Linked DNA regions of Gossypium hirsutum: regions 2, 3 and 4 are each linked to region 1. A link is a contact called in public Hi-C data. All regions are on one chromosome and are shown on one strand. The core of a region is the stretch at or near the end of the contact, and the rest is flanking DNA. Distances in the headings are between cores, read along the strand shown. Region 1 holds the start of LOC107945401 (OVARIAN TUMOR DOMAIN-containing deubiquitinating enzyme 7). Region 2 holds the start of LOC121224095 (probable receptor-like protein kinase At2g23200). Region 3 holds the start of LOC107945484 (protein IRX15-LIKE). Region 4 holds the start of LOC107932953 (cysteine proteinase COT44-like).

The links. A called contact is a pair of places that touch in the nucleus more often than the background predicts.
Region 2: a contact with region 1 is called in a Hi-C map of leaf, with 2.2 times the contacts expected there. The contact joins the promoter of LOC121224095 here to the promoter of LOC107945401 in region 1. A contact is called at or near these places in 4 of 34 Hi-C or Micro-C datasets (all in leaf).
Region 3: a Hi-C map of leaf shows a contact between it and region 1, with 2.1 times the contacts expected there. The contact joins the promoter of LOC107945484 here to the promoter of LOC107945401 in region 1. A contact is called at or near these places in 18 of 34 Hi-C or Micro-C datasets (anther, callus, fibers and 4 more).
Region 4: a Hi-C map of leaf shows a contact between it and region 1, with 2.2 times the contacts expected there. The contact joins the promoter of LOC107932953 here to the promoter of LOC107945401 in region 1. A contact is called at or near these places in 2 of 34 Hi-C or Micro-C datasets (both in leaf).

What each region holds. Positions count from the first base shown.
Region 1 is chrD12:30,699,240-30,704,880 of Gossypium_hirsutum_v2.1, forward strand. LOC107945401 (OVARIAN TUMOR DOMAIN-containing deubiquitinating enzyme 7) reads right to left here and starts at 1,644. Exons shown (of 11, transcript XM_041107911.1): 1 at 1,401-1,644; 2 at 890-981; 3 at 632-714; 4 at 1-14. The coding sequence starts at 908. It also overlaps the pseudogene LOC121224493.
Region 2 is chrD12:30,250,895-30,256,747 of Gossypium_hirsutum_v2.1, forward strand. It overlaps LOC121224095 (probable receptor-like protein kinase At2g23200), which reads right to left and starts at 3,517. Exons shown (of 1, transcript XM_041106622.1): 1 at 600-3,517. The coding sequence starts at 3,302. The coding sequence ends at 765.
Region 3 is chrD12:30,403,163-30,408,272 of Gossypium_hirsutum_v2.1, forward strand. It overlaps LOC107945484 (protein IRX15-LIKE), which reads right to left and starts at 2,182. Exons shown (of 1, transcript XM_016879507.2): 1 at 652-2,182. The coding sequence starts at 1,817. The coding sequence ends at 867. It overlaps LOC107945485 (a long non-coding RNA gene), which reads left to right and starts at 4,161. Exons shown (of 3, transcript XR_001696576.2): 1 at 4,161-4,307; 2 at 4,407-5,110.
Region 4 is chrD12:30,317,662-30,323,287 of Gossypium_hirsutum_v2.1, forward strand. It overlaps LOC107932953 (cysteine proteinase COT44-like), which reads right to left and starts at 3,190. Exons shown (of 4, transcript NM_001327358.1): 1 at 2,666-3,190; 2 at 1,528-1,763; 3 at 1,296-1,433; 4 at 711-1,205. The coding sequence starts at 3,137. The coding sequence ends at 933.

The DNA of each region.
Region 1 (5,641 bases), core at 394-2,893:
ATTTCACGGTTCATCTGTTATCAGGTAAAAGTGAGAATTTCCTACAAGTTGAATCTTCGGTAAGAAGAAAAGATGGGAGAGGCATGGAGGGGAATGAGCCAAAACGAGGAACATATCATAAATCATCCAACTATCCAAGCAGGCAAAAAATATGTTAAATATCATCTAAGTAAAGAGAAATTAGCGATCTTCTAATTCACTGTTAACATACAGTTCTTTGGAAAAAAAAAATCAGTTAAAATAGGGCATATCATGCTACACAGAACCAAATAAGCACTGCTCATCATTTGTTTGTACATTTAGATTGTTTCAGATATGGGGGATTTGCATCTACTCACTGGAGTTAAGTGCTAAAATAAATGTCTTATTCAACAATGAAAATGTAATTAACAAGTAGTAGCCAAATGTAATGAAAATTCTAAGTTCATATCCTTATCCTTCAGTTTTCTAATTACCCATTCTAATCATTGACAATAACATATCTATAGTACACTACTACATGAACTAATGCAATTAAACAGTACTTACAATATTATTTCTATCGTCCAATGTAAACATCTGAAAACAGATTCGGAGGTTCTTACAGAACTATAACAAAAACAATAACAATGCCTTTATAATTATCATTTACCACTATATATTGCACCACCATGCTGCGATATTTTCCATGTTCTTCCTCGTTACCTTCCAACTGATCAGCAAGAGCCCTGCTAACTGAAAAGAGTGAGCAACTTCACCAAAATCAAAGATAATACGCACCTCAAGTATGACAATGAAGTACTGAAATCAGGTATAACGAATGCAGATGACATGAATGCTACAAAATACATTGTGAAAACATTCAGAAAAAGAACAAGGGGACAAAAAATGGAACTAAAAAGATACAAACCTGAAAAAACAATTACCATCTGCAGTCACTTTGATGATCTTTAGGCCCAAAGCATCGAGCGAAATATCTGCCTGCTTTCCCTGCTTCTTTACCTATCCACCAAACAGATTTTTGTTGGGTAATTTAGCAGGATGAAGAAATGCTCAACCATGGAAAGCATTAAATTGAGCGATCATCCAGTTATTTGGATGCTTTTCTATCAGTGGCATTCACAAATTGCAAAACCCAAACCTATTTTAAAGCACAAAAAAGTTGTGTAATATGTTGATTCAGCAAAAGAGATTGTTTTGTGAGGCCCCTTCTATTATTAGACATTAATATTCATCGAAAAGCAAAAGTTCAGAGCATTGCTCATCAAATATCTCACAATTTATCCATTGAAATCATTATCCTGATCATAAAAAAGTTTAGAAGTTCGTAGATAGACGACTACAGTATAGCCAAAACTGAAAAAAGAAAAGGAGATCGAATATGACGTAAAGAAACAGGGAAAGGAAAAACTAAAACTTACTTGGGGATGTTGTTGTTGTTGTTTCTTGGGTTTGGGTTTGGATTTTTGTTGTCTAGTTTTTACCATTGGTTCACGAGGTTGATGTTGATGTTGGATGAATTAGTAGGATTTTTGTGGTTCCGACAAAAGGGGGAAGATGATGATGATGCCGGTGATAGGGGTCGAAACTGAGCTTGAAATTGCGGCGACACGGACGTACGGAGTGGTGGAGTTCAGCCGCGACGGAGCATACCATATTATTGGGCTAAGTGAATTTAAACTCCAATGATGTAGTGGTAGCCCTGCTGCTTGGGCCAAAATGGTTGAGGCCTTTGGGTCCAACAAAGAGTTTTGATTATCCTTCAACTTCACCTAAGAACCTTGCTTAACTTCCATAATTTCAGCTCAATAATTATATTTATTTTGATTGATTTTTTTTTTGAATTACAACAATAGGTAAAGCCCGAACAATTAACGCAACTCGAACCTAAACCACACTTTGGGCAGTGAGCACCCTTGACCATCAAGCCATCACATGAGATTCTATTTCCATTGAAATTCAACCAAGTGATAAGAATATAAAAACATTAAAGCCCCATGGGCATTTACCTTTATTACGGTGCGTTTAATTTTTTTTCTCACGTTACAGTATATAATCTCATTGCTACTGTTGTTTTTACACTAACTGTAAGTAAACGCACCGTCCATCTAAAGTAACCCTAAATCAATTATATTTATTAAAATTTTAAATTTATTAAATTTAATTAAAATGCATATTTTTTTACATAATGTTTAAAATTATATTTTATTTTCTCAAAAATTATTTTTTACGACAATATTAAATTTTAAATTTTAAATTAAAATTTTAAAAATATTTGTTTTTACACTAACTGCAACTAAACACACAATCCATCTAAAGTAACCGTAAATAAATTATATTCATTAAAATTTTAAATTTATTAAATTTAATTAAAATGCATGTTCTTTTTACATAATGTTTGAAATTATATTTTATTTTCTCAAAAAATATTTTAATACTGTAATATTAAATACTTAAATTTAAAAAATATATTTTTTTACCATACTTTTTAAAAGTAATACTAAAGTAGTTATTAAAACATTATTTATCATATTTAAGGGAAGTTTATTGTGGACATTTAGGTAAAACTTAAATAAATGATTATAAGAACCTAGGGATGTCAATTGGGCGGGGCATGTAAAGGGGTGCTCTCTCCGCACCCAACCCCGCCAAGAATTTTCATTCCTATCCCCACCCTGCGACCTGTTGTGGGTACAAAACCCAAAACCATCCCTGTCCCACCACCCATGTGGGTCTTCAAACCCACCTAATTTCCGCTATACCTGTCTCGCGACCCATTTCATATAATATATTTATAAGTATTAATTAAATAAATATAAATTAATTTTTTTTATGAAAAAGTATAAAATACTTGTCCTTCAACTTCCACCACATATGTGACAAATGTAACACAAGTGCAAAAATTAAATACTGATAACTAAATAAAATACTATTAAGATAATTATTAAATTAAATTTTTATAAATATTTATATTTTAAATAATCAGGATGAGGCAAGTCTAATTTTTGTTCCCTTATTCACTAAATTGAGTGCAAAGTGGGATGAGACTCTGTAAACCCCGTCCCGTCCCATTGACATTTCTATATAAACCCATTAATCAAAAAAATAAGATTTACATTTACTCGTGCACGTAAGTTTTTTTTATTTTATTTTTTGATATATACATTAAAACCACATTAAATGACAAACCATTTTCCAACCGACTAAAAAAGCAAGGCTACCATTGAAGTTGACATTTGACATTGTCACTTGGTTCCTTCAACAAATAAACAGTGGCCACATCTTAGTTCTGCTATAAAAATTGAAGCCCACCTTTTCACAATACCCAAACTCCAAATCACTCCATCTATATCTTCAACTACCCCTGCCATTTTAGGGCGCAAGCTTCTACATCCTTCTAAAATTAAAATTTACCAATGAATCTTAGGTATAATACATGAGAAAATTTAGGTTCCAACCTTAAAAAAGATATTATTATTAGAGGATCATCTTTATAAATCGTGATCATATTAAAAAATTAGTTAAATTAAAATTTAGATGTTAATTTTATTAAATTAAATTCGTTTGTTTCCAAAGGTTGATGTGACAGGCATATTATCATGTATAATATACTGTCAATCTATTAATTTCACATAATAGTCATAAAAAAAAAGTCTCATCATTTTAATTGATGAATTTAATGGCTACCATTTTAAAATTTAAAAAAGTATAGAAATTAAAAATGATTGAATTGAAAAACACTGACTAAATCTATAATTTATGCATAAGTATGTTACTAATACCAAAATTCGACCTAACAAATAAGCAACTTTCTCATAGTACAGGGACTAATAAAAGAGTTTGACCGAAAGTAAAAATAAGGGTTAATAATAATGCCCGCGTTAAAGTATCCAGAAACATTCTCTTAAGCTTTTCATTAGAACCTGTTCTGTTTCATGGTTTCTTAATCTTCTCTGCATTCATATACATACACACACACATATCATCTTTGTCGGACTTTGCATAAGCAGAAGCGAAATCCAAACAATGACGTGTTTCACGGACCACCGTGACTTATCCAGAGCCACTGCAACTGGGTACTTGTTTCTCCTACTACTCTTCTCTTCCTTCATCAACATTTGGTCTTCTTGCTCTAATGGAAGTTGCCAGGTTCCTTTTTCTTTTTCCTTTCACCTTCTCTTACCCTCCCTTTAATGATGGCTACAGCTTGAACTGAAAGTGTCTGACAATTTTGCAGGTAGTGGATTCATGTTCCCTCTCTACAGATTGTGGTCCAGGTCTTTTTTGTGGGAACTGCCCTGCTTTGGGCAAGACTCAACCTTTTTGTATAAGAGGCCAAGCCACCATACCCACTTCTGTTGTAAGCTTCTATTTGCATCTTAATGAGATGGGTATTTTCTGTTATCAGCTAAAATGGTGTAAATTTGTTTCCTTTTTGGCGAGGAAGCTTTTTGCTTCCATTCTTTGTGTGTGTTATATTAGGTGGTTTGGTTTTAGTAATTTTGTTATTTTTCCCCCCTCCCCTCTTCCTTTGGTGATTTCAGCAAATGAATGATGGAAAATCATGTTTTGGGTGTGAATTGTGGGTGGCAGATTGGTGGATTACCTTTCAACAAGTATTCATGGTTGGTGACTCACAATTCCTTCAGCATAGTGGATGCTCCAGCTTTACCAGGAGTTCAAAGATTCACATTTTACAATCAATAAGACACTGTTACTAATCAATTGAAGGTATGTATTTCTATTGTTTTGCATCACCTTCTTAGTTTTGAAGAATCTATAGGAAACTATAAGACAAGGGGATTGTGATTTTCCCTACTAATTGACTTATAGTTTAGAATTTTCATTTTCTTTTTTCTCTTTGGTGCTAAGTAGCTGAGCAAATGTAAAAGTTGAACATGTTATTTCTTTCCTTGACTTGATTCCTCTTTAACCATCTAAAGTATGAGAGCAGTGTTGTTAAATTCTGTTCTGGTTTGCTTTTTGTTCATTGTTCAGAATGGAGTTAGGGGACTGATGTTGGACATGTATGATTTCAATGGCGATATTTGGCTCTGCCATTCATTCCGCGGGCAATGTTTTAACTTCACTGCCTTTGTAATATATCTTTAACTAGTGTTTTTTGTTTTCTCTTTCTCTTTCCGTGATATCTATTTTCAAGTTTTCTGATCAAATTTGCAATGTGTTCGTTGGATATTATTCAGAAACCTGCAATTAACACCTTGAGGGAAGTGGAAGCATTCTTGAGCAAAAATCCATCAGAGATTGTAACCATTATAATTGAGGACTACGTGCATACACCCAAAGGACTCACTAAGCTTTTTAAAAATGCTGGTTTGGACAAGTATTGGTTTCCAGTGTCCAAGATGCCAAAAAAGGGTGAAGATTGGCCTACCGTAACTGAAATGGTGAAAGCAAATCACAGGCTTTTGGTCTTTACTTCTGTTGCTTCAAAGGAAGAGGGGGAAGGGATTGCTTATCAATGGAAGTACCTATTGGAAAATGAAGGTAAGGATTAAATAGATATGAAACCTTTGTTCATGCGTTCATGTTGTATACTAGCTATGTAGTAACGCCTTCATGGCAGCTGGAGATCCAGGTGTAAAGCGAGGCTCATGCCCCAACAGAAAAGAATCACAGCCGTTTAACTCGAAAACTGCCT
Region 2 (5,853 bases), core at 2,267-4,766, 450 kb before region 1:
AGGTCTAATTGAAACTATTTGAATTATGAGTCTACGATAGACCTGTTCATGGGTCAAGCTATCTACCCAAGCCTAAAGTCTCGTTCGAAATTTGGGAGGGTTTGGGTAAAAATATTAGACATGAAAAATGAGCTTGGGCAAAAACCAAAGCTCGTTTAAAAAATGAGTCGGGCTTGGACTTGAACATTCGAAGCCCAATCCCAACTTGTTTTCTAATGTTGTAATGTTTTATATTATGTACTTTATAACACAAATTAAATCTATAGTACTAATATATAATTGTAGTATAATGTAAACGTTAAAAAAAATCTTAAGATCACTATATATAAAATTTTAATAAATAAAAAATTATTAAATATTAAATATTAAATTAAGAATAATATTAATATAATTTTTTACAATTTTAAAAAATAATATGATGGGTCTCAAATAGGTTTAATTTAGCCATTTACAAATATGGGCAAGCTTAGCCAAAATTTTAAACTCATTTTGGGTCGGGCCAAACTTGAGCAAGTATAAAATGTATTAATACTATGCTTAGATCCGACCCGAACCTAAACCGGCTCATGAACAATTCTAGTCTACAAGGGCTTTTTAAGTAACTTTATAGGGTAATATCTTCATAAATTAAGGGCACTCGTTAGCAGCAGCCGAATATAGGATTTTAGACGATACAAGATACGTTCAATTAAACATCAATACAGTGAAAAAGTAGTAGTAACTAGTATCTAAGGAGACAAATTAGCAGCCCAAAAGACATGATACTATCTCCCACCATCAATCCTCAGCTGGGAGAACACACCACTTTCTGTTGTATCCGAACCATCGTCGTTTTCCATAGGCACGTCAACTTTCTCAATCGGGCAATTGTTTGAAGGCAACCGTTGGAAAGGTCTCGACGACATGTTGAAAGAAGCATCTATGGCACTGTCCTCGTGCGGCTCTCGGCGCACCGCTGTCTGCTGTAGCTGCAATGTGTATTCCAAGTCCCAGCATATGTCAAGCATTGTTGGTCTGCTGGCTCCAGTTGGCTTCAGGCATTTCTCAACTATTTCACTGAACTTTCTCAGTGAATTTGGATTAATCTGGGAAGCCATTGAAGGATCAATGATCTTTTCCAGTTCCCCTTTGTTTAACCAAATCAGTCCCCACTCTGCTAAGTTTATCTCCTCCTTCCTATGTGAGTTAATGATAGCTGGTCTAGCGCAAAGCACTTCAAGGAGTACAACACCGAAAGAATAAACATCAGATTTTTCGGTGAACTGAAGGCATCTAAAATACTCAGGATCCAGATACCCGAAGCTGCCTTTGATGCCGGTACTGAACTCATCTGGATTCAGAAGGCCGGACTTTGAAAGGCCGAAATCTGCAACTTTTGCTACATATTGCTCATCAAGCAGGATATTTGTGGACTTAACATCGCGGTGAATGATTCCTCCATCCGAACCAGTATGGAGATAATGAAGACCCTTGGCTGCACCAATACAAATTTCGAGTCTTTGCCTCCATGTCAATAAAGACAGTGAAGATGATCTCTCCGGATTCCCTCCCAACTTGTAAAGATGATCCCTAAGAGTCCCTCTCTCCATGAACTCATAAACCAGTATCATCTCAGACCCTTCATCGCAATATCCAATCAGTGAAACAAGATGGCGGTGTCGAATCTTGGATAGAATCATTACCTCAGTTTGGAATTCAGGAAGCCCCTGGCCATGTTTGGACTCACTTCTTTTGACTGCAACTTTGAGACCATTTCTTAGAATCCCTTTGTAGACTTTACCAAAGCCTCCTTCCCCAATCAACAACTTAGCCTCGAAGTTATTGGTTGCCTCTAATATTTCAGCAAAAGGCATCTTTAACTTCAGGTTTAAGTTGGGAACAGGAGGGGGGTTGACTGATTTCGAGCTTATTCCGATATAAGGACTCGCTCCTCCAAAAGGAAGGGTACCATATGAAGGCATTGGCTCAAAAGATCTAGCTTTTCTTCGTTTCTTAAACAAGTATGTCACTACCAAACTACAAAGAACAACAAACCCAATGACTGAACCGATTATGATAAACACTGAATTCTTCCCTTTTGGCTCACTAATGTTAGGTTCCAAACCTGGTTGAGTGATGAACTCCATGATCTCGAGTCCATTCAGGTAAGCAAATCTCTCTGTAAAGCCCTCCCAAGGAACAATACTAACACTAATGAAATCAGACTCACCTGAGTCAACCACAAACTCATTGTAGAATGGAGCAGCCGTGTTGACAGAATACTGGTAAGGATCGATTTGTTGGCTGAAGTTATTGTATATAGAGACGCTGAAATTGACAGTGTTGGGTGACTTACTAAGAATGTCACAGAAATGGAGTCGGACAAGATGCTGGGCGTTCCTACTGACATTGAAATGCCAAGTAATGTTAGTAGACTTTGATGACTGCCCATCATTTAGGGCTACATTTTTGCAACCCATATAGACACGATCGGGGATAAAGTTTCGAGAGGCTGCAGTATAGTTATCAGTATCCATAGTTTCATCATCGTAGTGTAGCTTAATAGTCGATTGATAACTACAATTTTTGGCCCAATTTCGAACAACTATGTAGTCATCATCAGCTACCCATTCTGATGCAACGACTGTTGAGTCATTAATGGATGGGGATGGGCTCCCAAAAGCAACTCTATGAAGTGTTCTAAGCAACTGAGAGGGCAAACCCTGGTAAAGACCCTTACTTCCTGCAGAACTCAGATGAGTTCGGTTATCCTTTAGACTCGGAACAAGAAAAACTTCTATGGCGTTCACAAATGCAATAGATGATTGATGTGCGGGGATGAAGAAGATTCTAAACTTGGATGAACTAATAGGCACTAAGAAATCCTTAATCACAGGGACAGAAGTAGTGTTTCTTACACTGAAATTGGATAGCAGAGACTTACTTGAAGCTGAAACATTGAATAAAGCATCAGCTAGATTAGGAAAAGGAAAGAAATGAAGGCGTACCACATACAGGCCTTTGTCAGTGATATCGAGATCATAGGAAAAAGGGTGTCCTGAAAACCTTGCTGTTTGATACAGACCCGAGTCTAACGATGACTGCTGGCTGCTGTCTTTCACAGTTTTGCCATTTGTGACAGAGGAGGAGTTTGGGTTCATGTCACCAACAAATTTCCTACTGCCCAGTGGGAGGGAAGAATCAGACCCACAGTTGATGAAGTATTTTTCAGGAAAAACATAGGGTTTTGAGACAACCAAAATAGGAAACAACTGAAGAAGAAACAAAGGCAAGAGTAGGTTGAGGAACCATAGGTTTCCCATTGAAACTGGTTGATGGCCAAGAAGGTGGTTTGGTTTAGTGAAGGACAATAATGGCTAAAAAGAAAGACCTTGGGCTTGGTTGACGACTTGACTAAGATTCATGTTGTATGGATACAGTAAACTTATCCATTTTCCTTGATACGTCTATTCTGATCACGGCGTTTACTGTTCTAAAGAACCCAACGTTTTTTACTTTTCCTTAGTTCAACAACACCAGTTAGTTGGTTTATAATGAATATATTTATTAATCACGCCGGTTGATGGTTTCTTGTCGTTTTAAATCATTGACTTTTTTTAGCTGTCTTAATCCATTGCATTCAAGTCTGTTCAATAATTTCACTCATACTGCATCAAATTCTGCATTTGAAGATTTTAAGTTTGTAAAGTGTGAAGAAACATCAGATTGAGTACAACATTATCCCCAAACTTTGTATCCTTTCTGAAGGTAGAAAGTTAGAAATGGCAAATCCTCAGACCCACCACAAAGAAGAACTAGTGTAGTTTATGCGGTTCAAATGGCTCCACTCAAGTTTCCTATATCCCCCACTATATTTGCAACCCAAATGCAATGTTTTCACTCTACTGTTATTGTTGTTGCAGTAATCTCGAAAAGTACAATGCTTTTCATTCTGGATGTAAGTCTTAAAAAATTGGATTCTACTCGTATTTAAATCCCGATATATATTGAAGTGGTCTTTCCTTGAATTAAATTGCAGTGGTTGGTTGTGGGTCTTTCATGGAATTATATAGTGTAGTGGTGGGGACGGTGAGATGATAAAATAATCACGACTCTCTGCACTTCCTTTTCTCTATTAAGTTGTAAATCATTTAATAAACAAAAAATATTCATCACGCCAAATTTATGCAGCTTCTTTCTTTCCCCAAAACTTGTACAACTTTTACAAGGAAAACATATTTTAAAGTTTAAATCTAGGAATTAGGCTTGATGGTACTTTTACCCCATCAACTTTTTCTTCTTTCCCCAAAACTTGTACAACTTTTACAATGAAAACATATTTTAAAGTTTGAATCTAGGAATTAGGCTTGATGGTACTTTTACTCCCATCAACTTTTTCTTCTTTTCCCCAAAACTTGTACAACTTTTACAATGAAAACATATTTTGAAGTTTAAATCTAGGAATTAGGCTTGATGGTACTTTTAGCCCATCAAACTTTTTCTAAAAAATCAATTAAGATATTTCTCTTTTTTTCTTTCACCTAATTAAGTCTTGAATTAATAAATTTGGGTAAATAGGTCATTTAACTAATATTGATCATTATAGCACTGACGTGGCCATTAACAGTATTGACATAAAACACGACAGTTATACTACCAAATCAGCAAAAATAAAAATTCATTTATAAAAATAAAAAATTAAGTGGAATGTTTTTATTTTTTTGCTAGAATAAACTAGGTTTATTCATTCCAAAGTTTAATTTTTTAAAAACTTAAATATATATTATAAATTTTATAAATTGTAAAATATTATTAAAATTTATAAAAATATTAGATAAATTCAAAAAGTCTTGAATTTTATATTTTTAAAAAAATATTTTTTTAACATCAGATTCTTATTCTTATTATTTTATATTCGTAAACCTAATAGAACAATGAAACTGGATAATTGGAATCCCTAAATTTGTCATTATCACTTTTATTATTTGATCAGCTCTATTAGTTGAATTATGTTAACAATAAATTAATTAATATTTAATAATTAAAATAAATATTATAATATAAATTTATTTTATAATGTGACATTGTTGGGGATAAATCCGGTTAAGCAACGAACAAGTAAAATAACAAAGAAATTGAAAAGATCGAACACTAATATTTTACGTAGAAAAACTCTTTCGAAGAGGATAAAAAATCACAAGCAAAGATAATTTCACTAAAACGACAAAAACAATGAGTACAAAAGATGGAGATAAAACTAAACTCCAAAACTCGAAATAAGAATCCCTCAAAACGTAAACACAAAATTCTTTCAAAGCTTGTAAAAGTTAATACCTAAATGTGTAATGGGTTCAATTTTTTTAGGGTAAAAAATGGTCTATTTATAAGTTAAATTCGTAGGTCAAATAATATTAAAATAATCTACACTAATCATAGTTTAAGTGGGAAACTAAAAATAAAGTTTAACTGAGAGAAGAAAAGTCTAAAAATATGAGGCATAACTCCACAAATCTCTACCTTAACTCGTATTTCCACAACGCCTTCTTTGCCAAAGTCCGCCACGGGCTTATCTCAAACTATATAGGATATTAACTAAGTCAAAGTTGTGCTTAGAAGTTGAAAGTCTTCTAGTCTTCGACTTGTGCACTACTAAATCAAAACTGACTCAGGTCTGATTTCCACAAACATAGTGCCCTATCTTTTCAAAACTTATATCCAAAAGAGAACCTCTCTTATACGAAACGGTTATACATTTTTCCCTCTTATGACCAAGTTGTCTACGCTTCAAAGGAGTCGACTTCAACTCCTTAACAGACGAGGGACGTCCTATTTCACCGATCACTATTGATACTTCCAGAACATAAAGACTATCAA
Region 3 (5,110 bases), core at 932-3,431, 300 kb before region 1:
TTTGTGAGTACTAATTTGATGACACTTATACGACAGATTATGGAAGCTAAGAGGCAATTAGAAGAAGTTAAATTTTAGTTTGTTCCAAGGGAGGGTAATAAGGTGGTAGATTGGCTAGCTCAATTAGGCTCAAATATTGATGTTGAACTCACTCTTCTTGAGTTCCCTAACTTTTCTGTTAGAGAACTTCTATTAGAAGATAAATTTGGTGCATCACATGTAAGAAGTACTTAATTTAAAGGCAGTCGATTACCTTCTTTCTTCATAAAAGAAAAAAGATTGTGTAAACCTAGAAGAGGCCGCCTAATTAAATCTAATGGGTTTGACGGAAAATGTTAGATTAAAAGCTAAAAAATGTGTAAATTTAAAAGTAGAGAAATAATTGAGTAAATAAAAATAGAGAATTAAATCCGCACAATTTAATAAGTAAATTAAGTATTCTCGTAATTTTACCTTTTTATGAAAAACTTTGGTGTTTTTTTTTTTTTTTACTTGAAACTTCTACAACTCCAAGCCATGTAGAAACCTAAAACAAACACTCCATGGTGTTCATCAGCTTCTTTGTCATTAAAGCACAAAAATAAACAAAGGGGAGAAGAAGAGAATTCGGGTAAGAACTTAATGACAAATTTGAAGTCCTGAAACTTCCGATTCAAGGAACTTAAATTTCTTTTCATTGTAAAGAAAAAGGGTTATTTCTTACACACACACCCCCTCAACAAAAAAGGGTCGATCGATCTAACACAAAATTCCAATGAAATCATGATAAATAATCCATATTCTCCTTTTTCTTTTTCTTCAATACCATATCTTGACTGACCCCTTTGGACTGTATGTTTTTTATGAAGTTGGATAAGTAGTTTTAACTAGGAAGATGAGGAAGCTTTTGTGGATGTAATATTATGATTAAAGTTGCGACAGTACTGAAAGCTGTTTTCCTCCATTCTTTCAACCACGAAATGTGCAAGCGTGTCATTGTATTCCACCAGGTTTTCCTTGCACAAAAACTCATCCCCAGACATCTTCTCCACATCTCTGTAATAATCATGAACGAATATGTGAGTCTTTGGATTGCCCCCTTTTTTGCTTCTCGCTAGCACCCCCGAAGTGAAGATGGGTTGCATTCTTCCAGGTCCGTCGGGTCCATCACCTCTTGGTCCATCAATCAATATTAAATCCCAATCCACTTCGTAAACATGGTTCGGCAAATCATTGATCCCAAGCTTGCACTCTGAGAACAACAGGTTTTGGACCGGCCTGCACTCGTTCCGAATCTGTTCTTTAGCCGATGTTATTAGCTCCCTGGTTTCACTAATCTTGGTCGTGTATTGTACATCGTAGGCATCGATTTCGGGATGTAACTCTTCGTAATAAGCGGCGTAATACCGGTTTTCGTCGATGAAAACTGTGCGTCCGTTGTGGTTCAAGGACTTCCAGAGAAGGGTTTCTTGTGTTAGACCGAAAACAAGGAAGTTGCAAGGGGAAGAACATTTCCTCAGCACATCGGAGATTGGCTTGAGCTCTGAGTATGTCATGTGGTAACTATCGTTGGATTTTGAAGAATAGTGGAGGAGGGTGTTGACCACGGTGGTTGGCAACGGCGGACCACCAATGGCGGAGCCTGCAGGGCCGGTGACAGTTGTGCTTGGGGCAGTAGTTATAGTAGAAATCGACTCTCTGGTGTATATAAGAGTTAGAAGGAAAGCTATGGTGAAGAAGGAGACAAAAGCAAGAAGCCATAATCTGTTTGAGCTTCCTTGTTTTTGGATATAAGGATGGAGGAGAATTAGCTTAGTATTGGTGTTACTGGTCTTCATTTTATTCTGGATTCTCTGTCAAAAACAAAAAAGGAACAAGTGCTCTACTTCTTAACACTTTTTCCCCCTCTTCTATTGAAATGAATCAGAAGATTTTGGTCTTCTGATGAGAAGATTGAGAGAAAAATGGGGTTTGATTTAAGGATGGATATACATAAGGTTGAAGCAATGTAAGAGATTAGCCAACATGAACTGATATTACACACAACCTAATAATGTTCTAGAATCCAAATTAAACCACATGGAAAACAAATTAAGTATTTTCTTTCTCATTTTTTAAAAAGTTGGTTGGTTTTCTTTCTATGCAAACATTGTGCGGTTGTTGAAACTTAATAATAATAATAATACATTCAACAAGTGTCTGTTATTATAACTTTTCTTGGGCTTGCATGTTTTTATATTGCCATCAGTTGATTCCTGATTACTGAAATTGAAAATCCAATATTTTATCAATAAATCACATTATCATTAACCTCGGATATATATATATAAAAGTTCATTAATTATTTAGTCGAGTTTTATATAAAAATATATTGTAACATAAATGTTAAAATTGTTAGTTGACGTGAGTGATGATTATGGTGAAAAGGGGGTGATCCAAGACATGATGTGGCATGAAAAGCAGGGGAAAAACAGGGTGGCTGGAGGCAAGGGAGTTGGTGGATTGGGGAACTATTATTGTGAGTGACCCCATAACTAATTACAATCCAAAAGTCGTTTTGCCTTTGATCAATTTCAGGTTTAGTTCTCACGTAACCTTTTTAAATATAATGCCATTTCTTAATTAATTAGTTACCACTGAAGCTGACAATTCACCTACTCAAAAATTCCCATTTACAGTGCATCCGGATTATTTCATATTTGCATAATAACTGTAAAAAATATTATGTGGGTTTTTTTGGATTGGTTCCGCCGTTAACAAACAAATCATGCTGCATTTTCTTTATTCCTTGCTCTATAATTTTAATTTTTTTTTATTTTTTTTAGTATTTTTCATATTAGTTTTATGATTTATATTCAAGATTCCTAACTATCTTTTCAATAATATTATTTTAAGGTTTAAACTTCATTTTCTCTTATAATCTGTCTTACCACTGCATCTAATATTTTTTATTATTTTAATTTTTGACTAGATGAAAAGTTTATAATATAATAATGTTAATTATTTTTTAAAATCATAAAAAGATATCTAATTAATCTAAACAATTAATTTTGAACTAAAAAACATAAAACTCTCATCATACTTAAAATACTTAAAAAATATCTTCAAAATTCGGAATAAATAAATAATAAAATAATAATACCTAATAAATACAATACTGCACTCATATCAAATAAAAACATAAGCCTAAAAATCGAACCTAATAAGATTTAAACTCGAATTAAAATCCCGAAACTCATAATTTCCGTAATAACCTCGTCTAGAGATTCTACTTGCGCAGTCTTCACTAAAACGGTCATAACTTGAGCTCCTAAACTTGAAATCAAGTGATTGAAAGTGTATTTCAAAACTAAGAAATAGATCTTTGAACCCTATAAGACATCTCAACCCAAATATATCTGGATCCTACCCAAAAAGTCATCGCAAGTTGATTGATTTTCCAAACTTGAAAATTCACACCTTCGATGAATGGAATTTAATAAATTTCATCCCATCCATACATGTTTTCAAATCAGTTTGGGCTTGAAAAAAATAAGCCTATTTTTTAGGCCAAGTTGGACCCGAACTTAAAAAATTGATTTATATACCTTATATGAGTCTGACTCAAACCTGACTGAGCCCAGAGCACCTCTAAGCTATTATTCATTATTATAAAAAATTAATTATTGAAGAAAGAAAATGAGGGAGGGAGTAGAGGTGAACATGGGTCGGGTTGGGCTGTAACAAAATTTTAGCCTTGTTTGATAAGCCCAGCCCAAATAAAAAAGATAAAACCCGAGCTCAACCAGGCCTGCCCGTATTAATTATTTTATATTATTTTTTATATAAAAATAAATTTAAAATATATAATACATCAAATACATTAAAAATATTAAAATAAATATTTCTCAACAAATTAAAAATAAATTAAAAAATATTTATACTTAAATAACACTATTATAAGTACAACTTAACAAGTTATATAATATCCAAATAATAACAATATAATAATAACAATATAATAATGAAATGGCAACAAAATAATAGAAAACAATAAATTTTTTTTTACAAATTCGAATCAAGTCAAACTCGAAGAAAAAATTTATCTGAAATCCGACCTATTTTTAAAATGGATCTTATTTGTTTGCTAAAATATATTTTTTTAACTTATATTTTTATCAAAACTCTTCTATTTTCTGGACGGGGTTTTGGGCCGGGTTGAGTGTACCAACCAATTATCAATTATCAATGATCAGGTGTAGGAGGAAGTAAGAGAAGATATGTCGGAAGGAATAGCGCGTGGTCGACTTGCCGAGGAATGAAAAGCATAGAGGAAAAACCATCCTCATGTCCGTTCTCTTCTTTCTTTTTCCTTTTTGGTTTAAAATTTTTTATTATTTTTATTTTCTTTGATGTTCTTTTATTTCCTTTTTCTTTTGAAATTTCAGGAATTTGTTGCGAAACCTGAGTCATTATTCCTGGTAAGTTAAATTTTCTATTTAGTTCCTATAATTTTTTTTCCATTATTGGTTCAATAAATCGGGCGGGTTTGTCTATTATTTTCACTTCTTGGCAATTGGACACTGTGTTGTTCTTTTAAATTTATAATTTTGTTTTAGATTTTTTCATTTTGGTTAAATTAGGCAGTCATTTTGAGATAATATTAGAGATGGAGCTGAATTGATCTAATTGAAACCTAATCTTATGCGATTTAAGCTTGTAAAACATAGACTGCAAAGATATTGATGGTTCTAAAAATTTTAGTGATGGGTTTATTTTCACCGTGATTATTTGGAGGTTGTGCTATAGATGCATTATTTGTCGTACTTTTTTCAGAACGTTTTAGGAAAATGATGATTGATGGGAAGAATGGTAGATATCGAACTGCATGTACAAAAACTGGAAGTTGATATATTCTTTTTTTGTACATAAAAAGAGGAAATAAAAATAGATTTGAGGCTTTTATAAGTGATTTTTTTTTTTTTTGGTATCTAAACAATCTTTTATGTCAGGTTGATAGGTTAAATAGTTGTAGATATTTTATGATGGTGACCTTTACATAATTTGATCAATAGTCTTGAAAACAGAGACCTATGAACTGTGGAGTCGAGACTACCTATTAATTGCTATTATATGTATTATCACAACTTGA
Region 4 (5,626 bases), core at 1,940-4,439, 380 kb before region 1:
AAGGGAAAAAAGGATCCTATTCAGTGCCTATTCGGTGGTGAGTAAAGGGAATGACTTTACTTAGTGTACAAGTAATGTTCAGTTTATGCACTTACATTTACAAGTGTTGATTGACATGTTTTGTTGATTCACTTAGTGTACAAGTTGCTTTTGCTTTTTTTTTTTTTTGTAAGTTTCAAGAAGTGTAGTGTTAGGTGAAATTTTTGAATAAAAGTTGTAATGTTTTGACTGAATATAGATTGAAAACAGTTTCAGCACTTTCTTCTTTTGTTCTTTTATTTTTCTCTCAATTTGAAACACCAATAGTATTACATCCATCACATATAACAAACTGTTTCCTTTTCTCTTTTCCCATGAATTTTGTTTTTATAGCTGAATATCCTATACTAATGGCTCTGCTAATACAAGTTCTCTCTAAATGATCATCGATCGTACATCGCATATTTGTTCATTTCATCCAGCTTTTTACTGGATTAGCTTCCGGATGTAGCAGAGAAGTTTTTGCTTAGAGAAACCCAAGTTATATTGCTAAAATTGCTTTACACGGAAGGAAAATCCAACATTTCTTGTCGTCTGTACGGTATATCTTTCATCAAATGTATTTTGCAGAATATAATACCAGTCAAGCAGTGCAGTTGGTATAACATCAAAATTAGTTCTGAAGTTGAATTTGTCTTAGTTAATCTAATTGCTAGAGAGTACTTGACAAATAAAGATAACATACATGAATTGAAATTTCATGAATCAAAAATCACAACAATACCAGTTTCCCAGTTGTTGTTTTTGATGAATTGTAAATATATATATATAACCATGATAAAATCCCAGCATCATTATTTGCATCTGGGAGTCGCTGATTGTCTTCTCCAATGGCCTAAAACAGAGCAGGTGAGACATTTTTAACTCAAGAACTGCAAACTGTAACAATGAATTCAAGCACTGCTGATATTCTCAGTGCTTTCATTATGGTAAGGTTGGATGATATTTGCCCCATTCTTAACAGGATAGGAAGCCTCCATTGCAATACCACACTTTCCGGTATTAGCATTGATGTTACGCTCCATTCTTATATATCCATTTTCACCCCAATTGCTGCCCCATGAATTCCTCACAATCCAGTAGTCTTGACCGTTATCATCGGTGCCATAGCCGACCGCAACCACACCGTGGTCTAAAGCTAACCCGCATTCACCATTAAAAACTCCCTGGAAATATGTTCAAACAATGACAAATGGTAAAACACTCTAATTCTTGTACAGAGTGCTATTTTGCATGAGAAAAATAGGTGAACTTACTGATTCATAGAGTTGGAAAGCTCTACCACCAGCTTCAATGGCGATACTCACAGGCTGATGTGCGACGGCCTTTTTTAAAGCATTCTCGTTATTTGGAACATCCTCATACCCATCAATGCTAACAACCTTAGCGTTTTTCTGTCAGAAAAAGAAAAAAAAGGCATCAAAATCCATAACCATAAACAAAATGCAAGATTACTGTGGTGGTAGGATTTAAGCATTGAGAACTGACTTTTGTTGGATCACATTGGTTATTGAAGCCAAGGTAAGGATAATCCTTTTCAGTGTCAATGCCACCATTGTCCATAATGAATTGGAAGGCATAGTCCATTAGGCCACCATTGCAACCGGCATCATAGGATCGGTCACAGTCGACTAGTTCTTGTTCCGATAGAGAGACTAGTTCACCGGACACGATTTTGTTTATGCCTTCCACTGTTGCAATTGTTGAGAATGCCCAACAACTTCCTGATCGAAGAGAAAAAAATAGATGATAACAGGGCGGGGTTAAATTGAGATTTTGTAACCAATTTTTTGTATTTTTGGTAGTCATTATTCCTTTATTTGCACTTAATTTATTAAAGTAAGTATAAAAAAAAAACTAAAAGCTTATTCAGATCCATTAAGCACTTATTTACTAAAATTAAAGTTTATGAGTTCATTTGTATGTAATGGAAGTATGAAGACTCCTCTAAATAAAGTAGCAAAATCCTTAGTATTTTAGCTTTTTAATTGGTTTTTAGCTTTATTTGTGAAATTTATATATACACTAATTTTAATTGTTTTATCAGTTGATACACCAACTCCTTTATGAAATTATTAAAATTCCTTAAGTTATATATTATGTGGGTGTTTTTATCCTTTTATACAATAAATAAAAATAAGATTTAAACCTGAAACACAATACATGATCGTTGTAAGTAAAATATCAATTATATTTTATAAAATTTTAATAAATATATTTATCACATTATTTTTTTATTCACATTTCATAAATCTAATGTGTATTTATAATAGATAACGTATGATAATTTTCCCTGTAAAAAGTAAATGTAAAAAAAAATCTAATGTTTTAATGTGACTTAAAAAGCCCCAACTACCAAACTACCGTTCCATTTTCATAACTACCATTCTGCCGCCAATCCGTAGTCCGGTTTTTGATAAGAGGATAAAGGAAAATTAAAGAATGAAAAGAAATCATGAATTTGTTTTTTGGACGGATCATGAAATTAGCATGAAGCCTTAAGTCACAAGTAATCTCATATTCTTATTTGATGTTAGATTAGGATACTTCAATAATTAAAAAAAAGAAGTGCATGGATATAATTATTTTCATTTTGAAGTTAGAAATTACATAAAAATTCACTCACCACAAGATCCTTGATCCTTGACCGGACTAACAGCTCCATGATCTCTCCAGTCTACTGAATCCGGCAAGTTATCGCCGGCACGGTGAGCGTAACGTGAGCTGGGGATCTTGGACTTCATGAGTCGACGTCTAGGGTCAGTCCTGGTGCCCAAGAACTTGGCTCGGTACTCTTGGTTGGTTAAATCAGCAAACTTGTTCAACCCAAGCTTATATGTAGTGTTGTTGTTAGAGTTATGTTCATCAATGAATCTCAAGTTATCCTTAAAGATTTCGAACCTTTTCTCTTCTTCACCGATGCCATTGTAAGCTTTGCCATGTTGGATGACCCAAGATTTGTACAACCCCATCACTTCATCATCGCTTCTCCAGCTTGATGATGATGATGGATGGTTTTGGTTTAAGGTTAGAGTGGATATGTATGTAGCAGAAGATAAGGTGAAGAAGAAAAGGGGGAAAAGAAGGGTTAATTCCATGGGAGATTTGAGAAGGGTCGCTGGAGAGAAAGGGTTGAGGAAATTGAATTGATGAAGAAAAGAAGAGAGGTTGAGGGGGTTTATAAAGACGATGGAAATGGTTTAATAATTCAAAAGGGTAGAACATGAATGACGGTTGGATAATTATATTTGAAAAAGAAGAGGCTTTCGGTGTTGTTGGATCCTTCAATGTATATTGTATGAGAAAAAGGAATAAAAGAGCGAAGGGGCAGCCGAGTCCTTTGGAACTTGGATAAAGCACACTATCGGAAAATTAAATTTATTTTTAAATATATATTTAAGGGTGAAAAATTATCCTTTTACTTAGAGGAAGGGGTTTCCTTTACTCTTCATCTACCAGTCAGATTCCAACCTAAAATGTTCAGTAGAATTGGAATCTGAGATGGAAAAGAAAATAAAAGGAAAAGCATTCTCAACTCTTTTGCTATTTTCAAGAGCAGGAAGTCCATCTACATTTTCGCTTTTTTACTAGTAAACCAGTTACTTCTATCATTCACATTAATTGAAAGTTTTCTTTTTCTTCTTTTTACGATTCAATTTTTTTTATAAAATAATTTTGAACATCACATTTGTTAACTAAAATTCAAACAACTTTCGACTTGAATCTAAGATATCATCTTTTACTTATTGATGAGTACTAATCAATCGTACCAATCATCAAATCATGGAACTTGTTAGCTAAACTTTAAAAAAAAAACCTTAACAACCTGATAATTTAAATAATTTTTTTTTGAATAATTTAGTGATTAAAAAAAACTTTCAAATAATTTAATGATTATTTTATAATTTTAAAAATTAAATGACCAAAATGTAAATTTACTAATAGTTTAATCTATCTTAGTATAATTCACCCTAATTAATATTGGAGTAGAAAAGAGTTACACAATTATATTTTTTAATACAATATTAAAAATAAAATATTAGAAAAATATAGTTTAAATCCGTCTATCTATTTAAGTCAAGATAATAGAAACAGATATAGTTGCAAGTTGCAAAATGTATAAACCTAGAATCTGGTCTAATATTCCAACTTGTTGGTTTATCATACGCTACGCCCCCATACCACTCACATGCTGTCATGTTGTTTTCTCGTTTCTCATCTTATGAAATTCAGTGCAACCTTTTCATTCAAATTAAAAAAAAAAAAAGCCAATTTGCTGAAATTTGTAAAATAGAACACTTAATTGATTTCCTTGCTCCCAATCAAAAATTTCTTTTCGGGGGTTTCAATATGAGCATCCCAAGATAATATTTTTTGTACTTCAAAATTCCAGAATCTATTATACAAATATGATAACTTATCAGTAATTTAGGTTTTATTTGTTTAATTGAAAATGAGTTTTGAAAAACAATGTCTAAAAAGTGATTAATTTTTTTTGAAAATATATATTTTTTAATATTTAGATGAATTTGTATAAAATAATTTTTTATTGTTTGGTAGATTTTTTGAAAATATTTCACAATTAAACAAATATACATTTGAGATTTTCTGATTTCTTTCATTGTTTAATTGAATTTATTTTATTTTTATAAATTTATATTTTATATTGTTCTTTGTAAAATAAACACGACATAAATATATTTTTATAAAATATTATAGTGCAATTTCCGTTTAACAATCGAAATTTATTTTATAATAAGAAAATATTTTTTAATAATCAATGTCATATATAAACTTAATAATAAATAATTTTTAATTACAACTTAATTTAAATTACATATATTAAATATATGAGAGTATATATTGACACATTAGAATTGTAAGGGATAAATGAGCTAAACATTATTTAAACAAATACTCATATTTATATAATTAAAATATTCATATTTTTATACTAGGTTAAAAAATGTCATAAGTTCCTGCACTTTTCGTCCATTTGAAATTTAGTCCATGTACTTTTATCTTTGGGTTAGTCCTACTTTTATATATCAAAATTCAGGTTCAACTATTACCATTATTAAAAATATTTAGTTAAATTCATGTTCATTATAACGTTATTTTTTAGTTACATGAATACCGAGTATTTTTTATTTAAAAATGTGACATCAATAAAATTGACAAAAAAAATTTAACAATGTTAACAATTGGACTTTATTTTTAAATCTAAAAAGTAGATGGACTAAATTTTTGAAAATAAAAGTATAGGGACTAAATTCAAAAATTTGTGAAGAGCACATAGACTTATGGCATATTTTAACCTTTATACTACAAAATATTTATTATTAATATATTTATAATTGTAATTAATATTTATTATTAAAATACTAATATTGAATATTTTTCAATAATATATGAAGAATATTATTTAAAATTATTATTTTTAAAATTTATTATTAAAAATTGAAATATTAAATAATTTATTAGAATGATAAATTATATGATTAGATATAGATAATTAAATATGTATGTTTTTATTGAATTTAAATGATTTTAAAAATTAAAATTAAAATTTATTATTAATATAATA